Regions from separate parts of the Gossypium hirsutum genome. Here region 2 is linked to region 1. The links are chromatin contacts, called in public Hi-C maps. All regions are on one chromosome and are shown on one strand. Each heading gives the region's core, a stretch centred on a gene start, on an enhancer-like site or on the middle of the called end of the contact. The rest is flanking DNA. Distances are from core to core; before and after follow the strand shown.

The links. A called contact is a pair of places that touch in the nucleus more often than the background predicts.
Region 2: a contact with region 1 is called in a Hi-C map of leaf, with 2.3 times the contacts expected there. The contact joins the promoter of LOC107924712 here to the promoter of LOC107924772 in region 1. A contact is called at or near these places in 3 of 34 Hi-C or Micro-C datasets (hypocotyl, leaf and petal).

Annotation. Positions count from the first base shown.
Region 1 is chrA02:101,561,964-101,564,688 of Gossypium_hirsutum_v2.1, forward strand. LOC107924772 reads left to right here and starts at 1,272. Exons shown (of 3, transcript XM_016855356.2): 1 at 1,272-1,516; 2 at 2,121-2,200. The coding sequence starts at 1,403.
Region 2 is chrA02:102,195,845-102,198,922 of Gossypium_hirsutum_v2.1, forward strand. It overlaps LOC107924712 (cellulose synthase-like protein D3), which reads right to left and starts at 1,544. Exons shown (of 4, transcript XM_016855276.2): 1 at 1,017-1,544; 2 at 1-253. The coding sequence starts at 219.

The DNA.
Region 1 (2,725 bases), core at 22-2,521:
TACCTTACAGTCTACAGTAGCTGTGTCTACTACAGAGGCAGAATATATGGCAGTTACAGAAGCTGTTAAGGAGGCTATTTGGCTTAATGGATTATTGAAAGACTTGGGAGTTGTTCAAAGTCACATTAGTCTATACTGTGACAGTCAGAGCGCTATTCATTTAGCGAAAAATCAAGTCTATCATTCAAGAACCAAGCATATCGACGTAAGATATCACTTTGTGCGGGAAGTCTTTGAAAAAGGAAAAATTCTACTTGAGAAGATTCCGACAACAGATAATCCCGCAGATATGATGACCAAGGTGGTAACAACAATCAAGTTTAATCATTGTTTGAACTTGATTAACATCCTGAGAATTTGAGCACCTTTAGGTGTATGGCACTCGAGAGCGCATTTGGAGGCACTACAAAAGATAGCTTTATCGAATTTGGGGAGTTGAAGGAAGTATGTGAAGATGTGATTATCCTAATCAAATCTTCAAGGTGGAGATTGTTGAAAAGTCAACAAAGGTAGGAAGCAACTTGTTAAAAAGGTTGAGCAAGTTGCACCGAATGTTGAAAAGTTGAATGGGATAATTGCAATTTTGGTCCCTAATTTTTTAGGCCATTTGCAAGTTAGTCCCTGAACCTCAACTATAAATAGGCCTTTTCATTTTTCATTTCAACCATCCCAACCAATCTTTCTCTCTTAGTTTTCTCTCTTCTCCCATTTGAGAATTCTTAAGGAATTCTATTTGTTTGTAATATTTTGGAGATAGTAAAGTTATCATCTGGTGTTAGTGCCCGAGGACGTAGGTATAATTTACCGAACCTCGTTAAAACTCTTGTGTTCTTTTTTGTCCTATTTTTCTTTCAATATTTGAGGGTATAATAGTAGTATTTAATTGTGCTATTAAATTACTATAGAAGGGATATTCTGACTAAGGAAAGACTTGGTATTTAAGAGATCATTGTGATCCACCTCTCTTCCCTGGGAATTGAACTTTGTGTGATTTTTTAGTACAATAATTTACACGCTTCCGACCCTATTGAAACAACAATATCTTCTCAATTGCCATTAAATTTGTTGATGATAGTTTTGGAATCTCCCTCTAAAGTAACACTATGAAATCTCGTATCCTTGGCAAAAGGCATGGCTTGGACTTCTGTTGTTTGGACTTTACTTTCATGTACTAGCAAGTTTCTCGCATACCAGAGAGCCCATTAAAAAGTGTAGTATATGGATTGTTCATTAAAAAATAAATGGTATATATAAATGGGCCAAACCAAGTGCGAAGTGGACTACAAGCCTACAATCGAAAAGGGATCCTTTTCTTTGGGTGTAGTTTGTAAACAGCGGAATGGTCAGAGAGACAAATAGCTGAAAGAAGAAAAAAACAGTGTTGGCAGAGAGAAGGGAAGAGATGGGTGAGACAAGGCCAGTGCCAAGGAGAGAGAGCCCATGGGGAATGCCAGAAGGGGAGCATCGGCAACCTAAGGCTCATCGTTGCAACGATCGAGCTGAAGATGTTATCCAAGTATTTCTTTTTCCTTTTCTTCTTATTCTAAAAAAATGGAAAATGGGGAATTTTTTTCGTATTTCATATGTATATTGTTTTGGGGCATAGGAGGAACCAGTAAGCTTGACTTCTGAAGCTAAACTCTGATCTAACTTAAGTTGGGGTAGGGGGACCTGAGATTTTTACCCACTTATTTATTTCTCTACGAAATTGTGGCTTTCCCAAATTCTCAACTTTTAAAGAGAAAGTTTAGAGCCAAGAAATTTGATAATCGTCATTTTGATATGATTTACTCTCCTATGTAACAATGATATTATATAATTATATTGGTTCAACTTCTACAAAAATTCCACGAAACGAACAGATCAATTTTATGTACATTGAGATGCTCTTTGGAAAGGTGCCAGCTGAAGCTGTTTGTGGGTCTTAGAGCACGGTTTGTATGTTGAGATCCTTTTTATTAAACTATTGCCACAAGATTTGGGGGAGTGAGAAAGAAGTAGAAGGATCTTGCCATGATCCTTGTCTGAATAACATTCTCCTCCTGATGTTCATGTTTTGAGCATTTACTGGTCAGCTTTTTGGATCAACGTTCTTGTTTAAATTTGCTTGTTTGGTGCAGGCTTGTTTTGAGGGGAACCCATTTAAGACCGTTCCAGGACCTTTTAAGCTCTTTTGGCAGTGCATGCGTTCTAAACCTGGGTAGGTTTGATTAAGTGTTTATAACAGAATGAATTTGGTCTAGTTTTGCTGTTGTCTCTGTACTCGTATCAAGGTTGAAATTTAGTCTCACTACTTAAATTGTTGTCAATTTAGTCCTCTTATTTGATTTAAAAATTTCCGTCTAATCAATGATAATGTTAGTAAATGATGTTAAAAAGTGCCAATGTGGCATTTGCATTGACACATGTTTCGGATTGACACTAGTATGAAGACTAACTTTCAAACTTAATATTAGTACAGGGATCTGCAGTAGAACTAGACTAATGAATTTCACAGATATGTACGATTGATGATTAAAGTCTTAGTTTAGCTTTTATTTTCCTAGATGTATGTTACTCTTACTCTTTGTTTTTGCCTAAAATATTAGTCTCGCATTTTCAGATGTGGGTATGAGAGCATAATTTTGAGCTGAGTAACGCAGTTGTAGATGCAAGTGAGGCAACTGATTGAATGAAAGTTCTTTTAAGTCTGTTGTTATATTTTTACTGAGTCTTCTACTCTCAG
Region 2 (3,078 bases), core at 294-2,793, 630 kb after region 1:
TTGGTTGTCAGGGGTTGGAGGTATATGCACTGTGTAGTTCATGAAATCGCTGCTACTAAGCTCACTATCAAGATCATCCCTTGAATAGCTCACATAGCGACCCGAGGATGTTCTCCGGCCAAATGTCACAGTTGGAGGTATAGGAGGCTTCTGTGACTCAGTTGCATCAGCGGAGATCGACAAAGAAGATCGGGTCCCTTTAAAAGACTTTGAAGCCATGGTTTTTAGCTCTACCAGAGAATTCTCCTAGATCCTGAATTTCCAGAAGACATAAAATTATATCACTAGAAGCACTAGTAGAGATTTCACGGTTCTGAACTACAATCTCATCCTCTATTTGATTGCCAATGTCAACATAAAAGCAACTTAAAATACACATGATTTGGACAATTAACTAATAGATGGTAAAGGTATATAAATCATATGAATTTAATGTCAAATTAAGTCAACATCTGCAATAAAAATCGAAGAACTTTTTCTACGTTAACAGATCTGTACTAAACTTTACAACAAGAATTTTAGATTCCGAGAAAGTTTAAAGGCAACCAGGAGTGGGCCCAGTTAAACAAATCGTTCTCGCTAAGCAAACAATTCAAAAACTTTCCCTCGGTTTACCGCAGTTTCTTGGACACCAAACAAAAAATACCATCGTTGTCATGTTCTCAAACAATAAAATTTCTCGAAAAACACCAAATCTACACGTAGAAAAATCTAAGTATAAACATACAAAGATTATTATGCCTCAATACTAAATCTAAACTTCAATCAAAGCACTAATAGCCAACAGGGTACCTCTAAAGCCCGGATCAAAAAACACCACTTATCCAAAACTTCATTTTATCCCCTCCCTAGCTCCCACATTTCCCCATCAACCAAACAAATTAACCCCAAGAAAACAAAAAGCAACATAAACCCAATTTGCCTTTAAGGAAGAAAAGATCCAAAAATGTCTAAACCAAAAAAAAAAACAGATCTTTAGCATAGCATTAACAACAACAACATAGATAAATGCTCACCCTTTTAATTTGTCTACTTTACGAAAGAAAAAACGATTTTCTTTTCCAGATCTCTTCCTTTAGTCTAATCTTGAACAAAAAAACCTCTTTAAATCAGAACAATCGAAACTCTTTCTCTTTCTATGTTTCTCTCATTTGTCGATCTCCAACTGCTATCTACTAAAACTTATAGAAAGGAGAGAGCTAAGACATAAGGATGGGTGAAGTTTATAGTTGTGTTATGTCATAAAAGAAAAAGGAAGAGACGGGTTTTTGAAGTGGAAAGAGAAGTTTCTTTGAAATGGGTGTTTTCATTGAGAAATGGTGAAGTGAAGTCGCGGAGAACGTGTAGAACAACAATGAGTTGGTCTTAGTTGGAACACCGGCTACTAAAATATTGAAGACTGACTGCCATTGGCCTCTCACCGGCTTTCTCTATATATTTTTTACACACTGTAGAATTTGTGTTATTGGAGTAGGTTTTAGAGGTGTTGATTTTTGGACAAGATAGATAGAAATACAGGTTGCTTTCTTTCTTATGACCCAAAAAGGGCAAGGAAAAAGACTCAAAAATTAGCCATTATTTATGGATTAAATTAAGGGAGGGGTTTTATGGGAATTTTGTACATTAATGAGAAAGGGCATTCATGGTATTTTGGAGAAACCAAAAGGCTTTTTCATTTTAAATAAAAGAAAATGTAAAGGGCAAGTGACAAAGGAAAAATATGTCTTAAGTCTGTCATAAACAAAGTTCATGTGACCATCTGACATTTAAATCATTCTATATTTTTCATAAACAATGTGATGTGTTGTGATTTTTAAGAGAAAATGGAAACTAAGTGGTAATAGTGAAAAAAGAGCATGCAATTTCACATGATTAAACATCATTTTCCTTATCCTATGACAAAATAATAATAATAATAATAATGTCTTTCCTTTTGGGTTTGATTTTACGGTGAGTTAGGAAAATTATTTTGCAAAATAGTTTGGCTTTGTGAATTATTTAGTAAATTAGTCTATAAGGGAGAGGTGACGTAACACCCTCATACCTGATTTGACTTTTAGTGTTAAAGCAATCTCGGCTAATCATTAGGTATTTTGAACATTATCATTTAAACAATCTGATAATATTATATTAGAAATTTAGGGGCATTATTGTTAATCGAGTATGTTTAAAAATTATTTAAATATGATTTTCAATCAATACAAGTGACAAGTATCGATACTAAAACATGAGGTATCGAAACCAAAATGGCATTTTGGAACTCCAAAATTTCAAAATTTTAATGAAAGTATTGATACCTTAGGCCTAAGAATCGATACCAAAATCAATATTGATACCAAAATTGCTTTATGTTTCGAAAATTTTCAATTTCAAGGCCTAGGTATTGATACCTTACCCCTAGTATTAATACTTTGGGTCAAATTGGGGCAAAATTAGTTAGAAAAATTGCTTAAAACCCCCTACATTAATTCAAAACAATCCAACACTTCAAAACCAGTTCAGTTAACCTCAATCTCATTAAATTCATCACAATAACCATATAATAACATCACATATGCAAACATGTGTTAAAATCTTATAAATTCATTTCAAATACTAACAAAATATATATCATTAGATCACCAAAGTAACAAGGTTTTCAAAGTTTTCATTTTAATCCTTCTAACATTCACCCATACCAAGAACCTATATACATGTCATACTAATTCCAAAAATTATACATACTCTAGTGACACTTGAAGCAGTGATGAGATGGGATGCTCTCAACCTCGATATTAGCTTGATGGGATCTACTGTACCTACGCATTAGAAAATTAACACGGTAAGTCTGTGAAGACTTAGCAAGTACTTCAAGATTTTAAATTCTACTAATAATGAAATTAAAATATATTCGCTATATACACATATACTCCATATTAAATTTAGTCCTTAAAGTTCAACATTTTTCTAAAATCGTACTTACCAGTACTTACCATAACCCATTAATTGACAGTAGTTGAATTACGATACTGTAACCCAATGTAGACTAGCTAAACACTTAGGATATACGAAAATAAATCAATAATGTATTTTTAATGC